Regions from separate parts of the Neogale vison genome. Here region 1 is linked to region 2. A link is a contact called in public Hi-C data. All regions are on one chromosome and are shown on one strand. Each heading gives the region's core, a stretch centred on a gene start, on an enhancer-like site or on the middle of the called end of the contact. The rest is flanking DNA. Distances are from core to core; before and after follow the strand shown.

Region 1 (6,281 bases), core at 317-2,816, 330 kb before region 2:
TCGTCCCTGCTGCTGCATACCTCACCCCCTTCCCCCAAACTTTGAAAGCATGCCCTGGTTCTGCTGTCTGTAGAGGGTCTCGCCACCATTCTCTTAACAATGCCCACACGCACATCTGGGCTCGGTGATGCTTCCGGCCCGGCCATGGTCTCCTCCCAACCGGGGCTGCTCTCTTGGCTCGGGTTCTGAGCCCCCCGAATGGAGAAGCCTGGCTGAGCAGCCATTGCCTCGGGTTCCTCACGGTCAGCATCCGGCTCGGGCCTCTGGCAAACTCCAGAGGCCAGAGGGGAATGGACACGTTTTTCCAAGTCAGCAAATGGAGCCGGGACTGACGGCTGGGCGGCGGCTGCCTCAGTCTCAGATTTGCTGCCTTCAGCAGTGTGGCAGGCCCAAGGTCGGAAGGACTCAGGGCAGCCTGGCTCACTGCCTCGAGAGCTAGTCACGTGCTGCTCTTTCCAGAGCGGAATGCGGGGGTCTGGGGAGCCCTGGCGGCCTCTGGAAGAAGCGGGAGGAGCAGGGTGGGGAGAAGGGGTGCACCTTCTAGGCTGAGCCCTTGCTTTGCTCACGGAGGGATAAAAGGCTCAGCTGTTCTGGCTCCCTCTGGTGGCTGGCCAAGCCCCTGGGTCCCTGTCAGTGACTAACAAGGAAGAAAGCCAGGCCGGGTCGCAGGGAAGATGGGAACTGATTCCAGGTTAAAATGTTGTATTTTTTTTTGTTGGGTTGGTTATACTGGTATAAAAACCCACAAGCTTTCTGAAGTTTGGGACCCTGTTCCTCTGCTGGAGGAAACCCTGCAATGGCCACTAGGTGGTGCGAAAGGCACACGGAACTTGGAGAAGGTTCCCGTACCTTAACTGCGGGAGAGGCGGAGAGGCCGGCCCTAGAGTTTTTGCTTGTTCTGTACCCTCTCTGCAAGGCCTGCTTCTCACTCCGGGTCTGGGTGCTTGGGCATGGTGGTAAACACTGACTGCCGGCAGGGCCGAGGGCTCCCTTTCATCCACCCGGGCTGGCACGTAGCGGACTCTGCTGCGTTGTGGTGCTTCTCCGTTGCTCCAGGCTCGGCTGCGCCCACCCCAAGCCCCCTGCCACCCTGCACCAGGGTGTCCCTGCCCTTGGTTCCCCCAGTTCGTGAATGAGTGACCTGGCCTGGCTCACTCTGGTTGAGGGGTGGGGCACAGGGGACCTGGAGGCCCCTGCGGAGTTCCGTGCGCTTCAGGCTGGAAGGGGGCAGTGTTGCCCATGGAGACTGGGGAATCAGGAGGCTGGTGCAACTAGGAGAAAAAGCAGAACAGCCAGAAGTTGGCAGTAGAACCGGGCATCTCCTCCCCATCTCCCGGGGCCTGCCCTCGTAACCCTGGGCATCCCAGAAGAGGGACCCCACCTCACAGGGCTTCTGCCGGCTCAGGAAATGCAGCCCTGGCGCCTTTAAGAGCCCAGGGCAGGCAGGAAAAGAATTTCAGTTTCAATCTGGCTTCTAAATTTGGAGTTTTGGGAAGGGAGGGATCAGATTTCAGCTGGAAGGGAAGGAGCTGACAGGAAGGCGCTGTGCAGAGCCTCCCCCCATCCCCCCTCAGTTACTGACAGAGGAACCATTTACAAAAGGCCGATTCTCTTGGGAGTGGAGAGGCAGGAACGCAGCGTCTGTGAGTAATTTCCTGCTCAATATGGCTGCTCTGACTCACACGATTCCCCTGGGGTCACTGCGGGACTGCAGCTTGCTTGCTCGTTCTCGCTCTTTCTCTTCTCCCTTTGTGGCTAGAATGAGCTAATTTTTTTTTTTTTTTTGTCTTCTCGCTCCCGATTCCTTTTATCCCCCTCGTCTGTTTTCCTTTCCCAGAGTTGCAAAGTCTCCTTCTGAAGGACTTAGGGAGACCTGGGGACACTGAAGGCCTGGGGTGGGGGGGAGTGGGGCAGCCCCTCTCGAGAAATAGCATCTCTGGCTTTTCCACGGGGAGGGCCAGGGCCACTGGGGCTCTGCCAGCAGGCCAGAGAGGCCTTTTGGGGTCCCCTCCCGTGCTCCCAGTGGGTGAGGCTGGCGCATGAGGCTGAGCCTCTGGTTTCCCAGCATCCTGGGCTGGCCCTGGCCTCGGGGCCCTAGCCGAGCAGGCTTCTGGAGCTATGCTGTGGGACTAGGCCAGCAGGGCACCTCGGGGGCAGTTTGGTCACCAGGCCTTGTCCAGAGTGAAACTGATGACACCACTCCAGCGGTCCCCAAACTTCTCTGGGCATGGAAGTGTGCAGGAGAGGACTGGAGCCAGCGCTGGTCCCCAAGGGTCTGAGAGCTTTGGGGGAAGGGGTGGGGCGAGAGGGAGGGACGGTAGCTGGGGGTGGAGCCTGCTGGAGTAGGTGGTGGGGCGGGGGTACAAAGCTCCTGAAGGGCTGCCGGCTGTAGGCTCTGGGTATCAGCAGCCATCCCTATCCCAGAGGAGGGAGCCTTAGAAATAGAGGTGGGGGAGATAGTGGGTGTAGGCGCTGACCCCAGGAAGAGCCCCGCAGCCACCAGGGTGGGTCTTGTTTCTGTCCCCCGCCTCAGGCTGTGGCCCTCACTGCTGGAGGAAGGGGTCTGTTGTCCTTGCTACTGAACCTGGGGGTCGAGACAGGCTTTGGGGGAATTTTAGCCAGGAGAGGGAGGTAACAGCAGTAAATGGCAGCTTTTTGGATTTAAATCTTGCAGTTTGACACAAGGCCTTATGGTATGGGAGTGGGTCACCTGGGGAGTCCACAGCCAAGCAGTGGGGGGTGTTATGAGTTCCTGGGCCCCTCTTCTAATGCCCAATATGGAGGAGCTTTGGGTCCATCCTTTCTTCCTGGAACAGCTCTCCTCCAGGCCCGCCTCTGCTCTCAGCCTCTTCTGGAACCTTCCACCCACTCAGGGTCCAAGTCTCTGCTTCCTTGCCAGCTCAGCCTCTTTGCTTTTCGGACTCTTTCTTCTGAAGCCTGGGGCTCAGGGTGCTGAGCCCCATTCCCGCAGCCAGCATCAGTACGTTTCTGAGTTGGGGGGGCAGTGTTGAGGGGGATTGGAATGCCTTCGAGCTACAGACGTGCCGGCCTGGTGCGGAGGGCCTCGCTGTCTCAGGGCTGTGGTTTCTCGTGTCGTGGGAACTTCTCTGGGCTGGCTGCAGAGTCTCTTTCCTTCCTGGAGGGTCAAGCTCTCTGGCAAGAGGGGGACAGGAATGGAGCTGTCCTTGCTCCGGCCTGTCCCTTGCTGCTGTCAGTGCCATCCCTGCCTAACCTCCCAGCCAGGTTGGGTGGGCTTTCCAGAACAGACGTTCCTCCCGAATCTGCTGCAGGTGCTCCCGGCTCAGGGCTCATGTCTGCCCCCTCTTTTCCTCCCTCCCTTTTGCCTGCCCTGCAGAGGGCAGTTGGATGCCTGGGTTTGGTCTTACCCACCTTGCCCTTCGCCCAAAACCACCCCCTCCCCTGGCTCTTGCAGCTTCGCCTGTGGCAGGTACAGCCCGAGTCCTGGGGTAGGGGGGCAGTGCCTGCCCTGGATGTGGGGCCGCGGAGGGCCAGGGAGGCTGCTGCTGCTCTTTATCTGAACGGGAGCAGGTCCCTGTGCTGGTGGGGCGTTCTGTGGCTGTGGGGGAATTGCTGGGAGTCCCAGCTGGGGCTTGGGTTGAGATTTTATTTTTCTGAGGCTGCTGAATGTGGTGGGTGGTGGGAATCGGGCTCCCTTTTTTTTGGCTATGGAAGAAAGGATGACCCTGGAGGTTATATTTTCCCTGTGGGTCTTTCAGACTGAGAGTCGGTCTCTGATACTTAAGGGCGCCTCTGTGTGCACGCGTATGCGTGTGTGTGTCCCCTCCCTCCCAGGTGGTGCAGCCAAGTCCCTGAACATACATGCGCACGTGTGCGTGTCTGTGTGTACACATACGCATGCACGTGTGTGCTTTAGTGTGTGTGCATGTTTGTGTGCATGCACACGCGTGTACACATACGTGTACAACCTTGCTGCTGGGATCTGGGGATGAGCTCCTAGGTAGCCTGCCTCTCCAGCTGTGGATTTTCTTTTCCAGATGAAGACAGGCCCCTTTGCAGAGCACTCCAACCAGCTGTGGAACATCAGCGCCGTGCCCTCCTGGTCCAAGGTGAACCAGGGTCTGATCCGCATGTACAAGGCCGAGGTGAGAAGGGTGGGCCGGCGCTCCTGATCCTGGGGCTGCCGACCGCACCCCGCACCCTGCTGCTTTGCTCCAGATCTTGGGCCAGCTTCTCTGACGCTGCGGGCCTCAGTGTCTCTCTCCGTCTGTGGGATGGGCACCCAGAGAATCTCTGAGGCCTGGCTCTGCCCTGTGACCGAGTCAAGGCCCTGCAACTCAGGGTCCTGTCAGATGGCCAGAGGCCCCTCACAGCCGTGTCTCCCACGGGGACATGTAGGCGGACGGGCTTTGGAGGCGGCAGCCAAGTTGGTGCTCCTCAGGCATTGGTGGGTCTGATCCCGGGGCAGGTGGGGGTCTCCTGGAAGGCCCAAAGCTGACATTTCTGGCAACCACTTCAGGTGGTCCTCCTGCTCTCTGGTGGGAAAACAGCGTGAGGACATGGGTTCCCAGAGCTCCCCCCGCTGGGAGTTACTGCCCAGCTCCTGAGGGCGTCCTCTGCCCTCGTTCCCCTTTGGCACCTTTTCGGCACCAAGTAGGGAGGAGACATTTTCTTGCCATCCTGTCCCTTTTGCTAGCTCCTTTCACATCTGTGCACACCAATGCCAGAGCTGTGTGACCTTGGCCAGGGAAGGGCTTCCATGTGAAGTCCTTCGCCCAGAGTCACGAGTTCTCCAAGTCCCCTCTTTCCGCCCTCAGGCTGGTGGTCTTTGATGTTGTCCCCTGCCCATCTCCTGACCATTCCTCTCCCATGGAGGGAGGGGGGCTGGTTCTCTGGGTCTACTTCATTATGCTCCACACTTACGCAGACCCCATCAATGGAGGCAGGGGGCGCGGGGGGAAGAGGGCATTAGAGGCTTGGCTCTGGTTTGGTAGTATAGGTGCTTCCAGTTGGCCCTGTTCCCCCTGCATGGCCTTGAAAGGGTTAATGGTGCTGGAACTGACCAGGCCTGGCCCTCTCTCTCCCTTCCGCCCCCTCCCCCTCTGGTCCCCTTCCTCTGGACTTCACATCCTGTGTTTAGGTTCCAGCCCACATACCTCTCTAATCTGAGAGGCCGGGCTGCCCTGCTGCTCCTTCCGGGCTGGCCCAGTGGGCCCTCTAGTCTGGCTGTCCCCTGCCTGGAGAGCTCCCAGGGCACTGCCCTCTGGGTGTCCTATTGTTCCTGACACACCCCCCACCTGCCCCCGCCAGTCCCCTAGTGGGTGCCGATGGGGAACCCCTCCCCACTGCTGGGGGCTCTGTGCAGCGGGAGTGGAGCGCCTGGCCCCTCCGGCCTCCCAGCCCTGCTCCCGGCTGCCACTGCCACGGCCAGGACTCCTGGCGGCCAGGGCTCTGGGCCTTTCCTGCTTGGGGTCCGAAGTGCTACCCTTCCTGCATGGCTCTCCCTCGAATGACTCACTGGAAACTTATGGGGGTGGTGGGGGTAGGTGGCCCTCAGGGCAGAGCAGAAGCCCCTGCCCCCTTCCCCTGCCTTCTCCTCACAGAGCTCCCGCCTGATGGGCTAGGGTTCCACACAGCGCCACAGTCGCAGGAGCAAAACAGAACAGTTGTAGAAGTTGTGGGATTTCTGCGGCTGCGGCACCATGGGCCCTGCAGCTCAGGCCCAGACCGGGGGGTCCCCAGGGGACCCCAGCGCGCCCTTCCCAAACCTGGGGGAAGCTGTAGCTCTGCATGCGAGCAGGCGTGGTGTGGGCTGGCAGCCTTGCGGGGGGCTATGTGGCGACCAGACTCCTCTGTAGGATGGCGCTGGGTCCCCTGACTCCGGGTTTAGGAACCCCGCACCTCTGGGATGTTCGGCGCTCGTTTATAAGGTTCTAGTGGGTACCCCTCGGTCTTTTGGCCCCTGAGAGCCTGTGGGATTGCCTGCTCCCTTCCCAGAGGTCCCAGAGAAAAGACTCGTGTTTTCAGATCAACTTGCAGTCAGTGGGCAGGACCCACGAGTCTTGAAGTCCGGAGCAGGGTTAGCAAGGTCAGGGCCACCAGAGCTGGCTCTTGGAGGGGAGTTGGTCCCCTGAGCTGCCACAGAGGCCTGACCAGGCCTAGCATTAGGTAGCCTCAGGATTTGGGACCCGCTGTGTGCATCTCTGCCCCTGCCTTTCCGAAGTGAGGAGGAAACGTGTTCGGTACCCTTACGGGTGGCGGGGCCTGTCTTTCCCGAAGGCTGTCACTGCTGGCGCTCCCTT
Region 2 (6,252 bases), core at 2,122-4,621:
CTTGCGAAACGGCTCTACTTCACTTTTTTTTTTTTTTAAGATTTTATTTTATTTATTTGAGAGAGCGAGACCAAGCACACGCCCAAGGGGGGAGGGGCAGAGGGGGAGGGAGAAGCAGACTCCCCGCTGAGCGGGGAGACCGACGCGGGCTCCATCCCAGCATCCGAGAGCGTGACCTGAGCCAGTAGCAGCCGCTTAACCGCCTGAGCCACCCAGGCGCCCCATGGCTCTACTTTCTGATGTCACAACAGTAAGAATGACAATGGCCACACGCTCTCCCACCTTAAGCCGCCCAGTGCGGCTGATTAAGAACAGCCTTTCTCAGGTGAGCAGCCTGAGGCTCAGAGAGGGAACTCGACTTGCCCCGGGTCCCACAGCCAGGAAACCCAAATCAAACGCAGGCGCGGTGGGCAGGATGCACTTGGTTTCCTTGGATTCCGCCCTCCGCGGTTCCTGCCCGCTGTCGCAGTATTGATCACAACACAGGCACGGAGCAGGGTGAGGCCAGGCTGGGGACAGCGAGAGCCTACACTGATTTGGCACTGGCAGCAGGAGACGGCGTCTCTATCACCCCCATTCTGCAGATGGGGAAGCAGACACCGGGAGGTCATGCAGCCATCTAAGGAGCAAGGCTGGGGATGGACCTAGTTTCTTGGCTCCAGGGACTTGAGTCTTAGCCACTGCAGGTGGGGCGTGGTTAGAAAGGCAGAGAGAGCGCTTGACTCCAGAGCACTTACTGTGTCAGCCCCGGGCCAGGAACCCGCTGAGTCAGCACCTGAGCCTCAGCTGGGGGGTGCTGCTCTGTGCCTGCTGCTCCAACAGAGGGACCGAGGCACAGAGAAGTGAAGGATGGGCCACACCGAATGGGAAATGACAGAGTCAGACTTGGCCCGCAGTCTGTCTGGCTCCGGAGCCCCAGCGCTCACCTTGACGGCTTTGGTGGCAGAGAGGGGGACAATCACGGCCACCTTCCTCCCACCCCCAGGGGGCCAACCCACACAGTCACAGAGACTTTGAAGGGCTTCTCTGGGCAGGGCCTGATCTGCCAAGAGGGGGCACTTTTAATGGGCCTCCCCAGGATGCCAGGTGCATTCAGGCTGGTGGGATGGGATGGGTGCCCGGGGATCAGGCAGATGCCACCCCAACCCAGAGATTTAAAATTCCTCCCTGGAAAATCAGATAATCAAGGAAGTCAAATACCGTGAAATGAGTGTGATCCTTGCCAGAAACCCAGAGGGAGCCTCAGAAAATCATCACATGGCAAGTGTGGGCCTGTGACCCACCCCCACCCCACGTCGTTTCATGGGCAGAGAAACTGAGGCACAGACCCCACCAGGAAGAGTCTCAGAAAGAGGATCCCCTCCTCTTGCCCAGCATCTATTGAAGGCCTCCCTTGTGGCTGGCTGTGTGTTGGAGCCTATTGAGTGCCTACGCTCCCTGAGTTCAGTGCCTGCTGAGAATGGCTCCTTGTGTGCCAGTAGTGTTACCATTATTCAGTTCTGATCCTGGAGGGCTCCCCTGAGGAGGAAACATCCAAGCTGAGACCTGAGCTTAAGTAGGAGTCAGTGAAGCTGGTCAGAAGGACATTTCAGGCAGAGGGGGGAACATGTGCAAAGGCCCTGAGGCATGAAGGTGTTTGGCTCAGAAGAGCAAAGAAGCCAGAAGCCTGCTGCAAGAGTGGCGGGGAGGAGGGGGTACATGGAGGGAGAAGTCAGGAAGGAGGCAGAGGGGGCAGTATCTGGGGCTTGGAGGAGCCTGGCTAGGCCAACTCAGTGCTGGATGGGGAGAGAGGAGGCAAGCAGTGGGAGTCAAAGCTGGTGACCAGAAATCCAGCCCACAGTGACCACCCCAGGACTTCCAACCTCAGGAGAACCCTGCTTGGGAGCAGGAAAGAGGTGGGAGCTCTCTCCGGTCCTCCTGTTTTAAACCCTGCTCTGTGGAGCTCCTGAAAGAAAAAAGGAGATCAAAAGGGAAAATTTGCAAGTTAGATTTACCCTCAATTCTATTAAAGCACCAAAAGCTGTTGAAAAATAGTATTAGGGTCTTAACTCCACAAATGTTGGAAATCCCAGCCTGGAAGGCCCAAGGAGGTCACGCCATTCCCTGTCCTTCCTCCGTCAGGGAAGGAGGATAGGGCAGCGAGAGGCCGCAGTTTGGGCAACCCTGCCTAGCCTGCGGTCTCAGCTAATGTGGGCAAAGGGGCGGCCTCCCAGGGAGACCCAGGGGCTCCCCAGACTGGGTCTGGGCTTCTCCCAAGTGTGAGTGTGCTGTACAGAGGGTTGCGCTATTTCAATTGCTTACGGGGATGGGCAGATCTTATCCTTGGCCTTGGATGGGGGAGGAGGAAAAGGGAGAGAGAGGGAAGGAAAGAAGTCCATGCAGGTAGCAATCACTACCAGCAAGCATCTCCCATGTGCCCCCCACTGTCTGTTCCTCCCCTGATGGGAACATCAACTCTGATGACAGGGGGTGCCCCTGGGCTGGTCCCAGGCCAGGGGAATCTCCAGGTGGGTCTCAGCTCAGCTGACCCTCACAAAGCTCTGGATCCATCACCTTGCTCTGACAGACCCCAAGCCCGGGCACTTAACCTGGCTGCTCTGCACCCCAGTCTCTCTCTGGGTCTAACCTACAGGTTTACTCAGATGCCAGGCTGTGTGTGTGTGTGTGTGTGTGTGTGTGTGTGTGTATGGTGTTAGGTTAGCAGTGCAGACTGGACAGAGTGCAGGCTGGGCCTAGATCTTGGCTTAGCCACTTGTGAGCCGTGTGACCTTGGGTGAGGGACCCAACTTCTCTGTGCCTCAGTTATGAGGAGGTAATGAGATAAGAATGAGACGGCCCGTAGCGTAGCCCCTGAAAAAGGCAGACAGTAAGATTCCTTTAGGAAGGGGCTCTAAACTGAAGGGAGAGGGTCTCAGAAGGTCCTAGAAACTGTGGGAATCGACTGGAAAGCTTTGTGTGTAGGTACGTTTTTCGGAACAGAGAAGGTCCTTCGTTTTCATCACAGTCTCATGACCCCCCAAAAGCTAAGCACCCTTGAGCCAGCACTGACAGCCTCCCCTGTGCCCAGAGGGCCCCTCTTCGTACAACTTCGGAGGGGCTGCCTGTTGCCTGGCCGCCGGTGGGTGTAGGTTGTCTGCAGACCCCACGGGCACCCACGCCTGGGGGGGCCACGTGTGCGCAGGGACAATGAGCCCCTGACTCGGGGAGAATTGTTTCTCGGGCTGAGACATCGTCCGCGGTTGTACCCAAACCAGCTCCTTTCTCCAGGATCGGGAGGCTAAAAAACAGGCTTCAAAGGCAAGCTCTGAATAAACAAAACACAATAAAAATAACTCTTGGAACCCAAATGCTGAATCACAGCCCCAGGCGCATTAAACCAGCTGATGCCAGCCCTCCCTGACGACAGGCAAGGGCCTTAGGGCTGGGACCTGGGGGGGGGGGCGGGCATCCTCACTCAGTGCCTTGCCCCCAGCAGGTCACTCCACCCAGCCCCGCCCTCCTGGCCTTCCTGGGACTCCTGGTGGCTTTCTCAGGCAAGAAGGTCCTTTGCCCAATTCTTACCTGCCCAAGTGAGGGGCTTCCCCATCTGGCATCGGAGGGCAGTCAGGGAGATTGTCAGGGGGCAGTGCTGTCCTACGGAAGGTGACCCTGCTCCTAGAAGGCAGTGTAGCTTTGAGGATTCCTATCTGGGTTGGGCTGTGTGACCCCAGGATGGTGGCTATACCTCTCTGAGCCTTGTACAAATGGAAATCACACAGTACCCCCTACCCCTTGCGGCAGTCCTGGCAATGAGGACAGGAGAGGGGCTGTGGGGGAGGTCTGGGTGTATGGACAAGGCCAGGTACTGTGCGTGGGTGACCCAAACACCCACGCTTCCTGGGTGAAACTCAGTCCCAACTTCTTCATCTATAAAATTAAATGGCCTTGAAAGAGCTTTCGATGACATCTCAGATTGTGGAGTGAGAACCCTAAGTGCAAAATAATGTGTACAAGATAGAACGTAGGTAAGATTGACGTTGCAAAATCAAAAGAGAGGCATGTTGGGGTGCCGGCAGCGTGGCCCAGTCATTTAGGCGTCCGACTCTTGGTTTCCTCTCAGGTTGTGATCTCAGGGTTGTGAGATGGAGCTCGGCGTCGGTCTCTGTCCTCAGCACAGACTCTTTCCCTCCCTCTGCCCCTTTCCCCCGCTGCTTGTGCTCTCTCTCAAATAAATAAATAAATCTTTAAAAATACAGGCATGTCTGTGCTTCCTTGTATGTGCACAGAATATCTCAAGAAGGTGCCCGGGGAATGGGGTTACCGAGTGGGAGGGACCGGGGCGGGGTGGGGGTGGCTGGGAGGGGATTGGGGCTTGTGCCTGTCCATGCTGTGCCCTACGCCTGCTCTAGCAAGCCAGCCGGAGACACAGGGTTTTTTTGTTTTTTTTTTTTAAGATTTTATTTATTTATTTGAGAGAGAGAGAGAGAGCATGAGCAGAGGCAGAGGGAGAGGCAGAGGCAGGCCCCCCGCTGGGCAGAGAGCCGCTCAGGACTCCATCCCAGGACCTGGGGACCATGACCTGAACAGAAAGACAGATGCTTAACCGACTGAGCCACTCAGGCACCCCCAGGGGTATTTTTTTTTTTTTAAAGTCCTTTTGGAGCTTTGCTGGTCCCAATCTCCTGCCTGACATTGACCCAGCCCCCAGGGGGCTGCCCTAGGGGATCCAGGGACCCACAACAGGGATTTGGGGTCAGGACAAAGCCCACTCTTTGGCATCATCTCCCAGGATCTGCTTCTCTGCCCAGCCTCACTCTGCCCGGCCAGCTGGAACTTTCCACAAGCCTTCCAACCTGTGTTGGGGGTGGGGGTGGGGGAGTCGTGCCTTCAAGCCAGTGCACCTGCTGGTGGCTCTAACCTCCTCTTGCTGGGCAGTCTAGGTGGCCCCCATGCACCATTGGCACAGTTTAATATCTGTATCCAGGACCAGCCACACAATTAGCCAGGGCCCAGCTCAAAATGAAAATGCGAGGCCCCTCGTTTAAAATCAATTGACAATTTCCAGATGACACCAGAAGACCATTAAACGGGGTACAGGATGCTTCTCCTGTGGGGGTCACACATCTGTATCTCCCTCACCAAGACAGGGGCTCCCTGACGTAGGAACACTGTCTCTCTTGTTCGTAGAGCCCAGGACACAGCCTGGTATGCTGTAGATGCTCAATTAACGTGTTCTGTGAAGGAAGGAAGGAAGGAAGGAAGGAAAAACAGGGGAACTGAGGAGTGGCAGAGTTTATCAGCCACAGCCACCTGTGCACTCGGGCTACAGCCCTGCTCTCTGGGCTGGAGAAAATCTGAGCCAGCTTCCAGGAGGAGGAAAAAACTCAGCCTCGGAGGAGGCGGCTGCCCTGTGTGCTCTTGGGACACCTGCCTGTGCTTTCCCCCATCACCGCACTTAATCACTGGTTTCTTCCCTGGAGCTCAGCTGTGTGACCCTGGGAGAGTGGCTTACCCTCTCTGTGCCCTGGTTTCTTTATCTATAATATTGGGCTGGGGCAATGCCTCGCTCGTCATAGAGCAGTGCCCTCCTTCCTGGGTAAGTAGGCTTTAAAACTGGCAGTCCTGGGCACCTGGGTGGCTCAGTGGGTTAAAGCCTCTGCCTTTAGCTCAGGTCCTGATCCCAGGGTCCCGGGTCTGCGCCCCACATCGGGCTCTCTGTTCAGCGGGGAGCCTGTTTCCTCCTCTCTCTCTCTGCCTGACTCTCTGTCTACTTGTGATCTCTGTCAAATAAATAAAATCTTTTGAAAAAATTAAAAAATAAAACTGGCAGTCTTTAGATCCCATCAGCTTGTGGTACGAGCTCAGTAATGTCCGTCATGATTCCTCTGGGATTCCTGGCCGCACGCTCAGCTCATGTGAATTCCTGCTCACCCTAGTTAATATTACAGAATGGCTGTGGCTGTTAGAAGTCACCCACGAGCCTGAGACGACCCAAGAAGGCATCGTTCCCTGGAGAACACAGTCTGGGTGCTCAAGGTGGCTGGAAAGTGCCTGGGCTGACAGGTTCCTGTAGGAAGATACTTTGGGGGGATTTGCCAGGGCGCTGCAGCCAGGAGAGCTGGAAGTCTGCCCAGAGCCCAGTGGGGGGCTTCCTGGGAGCTTGGGGGTGTCACCGCAGTCCCCAGAGCTGCCAGGTGCAGACAATAAGCCAGGGAAATCCTGGTGGGTGAGTCATTGGTGGTCCCCAAGGCCCCATGATGGGAGATGGTGGGC

The links. Hi-C and Micro-C count contacts between places; a contact is called where the count stands out from the background.
Region 1: a contact with region 2 is called in a Hi-C map of fibroblasts, with 8 times the contacts expected there. The contact joins two enhancer-like sites. A contact is called at or near these places in 2 of 3 Hi-C or Micro-C datasets (fibroblasts and muscle).

The regions. Positions count from the first base shown.
Region 1 is chr9:6,569,661-6,575,941 of ASM_NN_V1, reverse strand. PTPA (serine/threonine-protein phosphatase 2A activator) reads left to right here. Exons shown (of 10, transcript XM_044264711.1): 9 at 4,017-4,124. Among named protein-coding and RNA genes, the nearest start is that of PTPA, 22 kb to the left of the region's middle. Within about 2 kb of position 1,566, the one cell type or tissue checked has open chromatin away from gene starts, as enhancers often do. A contact at or near this core is called in fibroblasts, where this site is marked.
Region 2 is chr9:6,237,515-6,243,766 of ASM_NN_V1, reverse strand. No RefSeq gene overlaps it. Among named protein-coding and RNA genes, the nearest start is that of C9H9orf50, 13 kb to the right of the region's middle. Within about 2 kb of position 3,371, the one cell type or tissue checked has open chromatin away from gene starts, as enhancers often do. A contact at or near this core is called in fibroblasts, where this site is marked.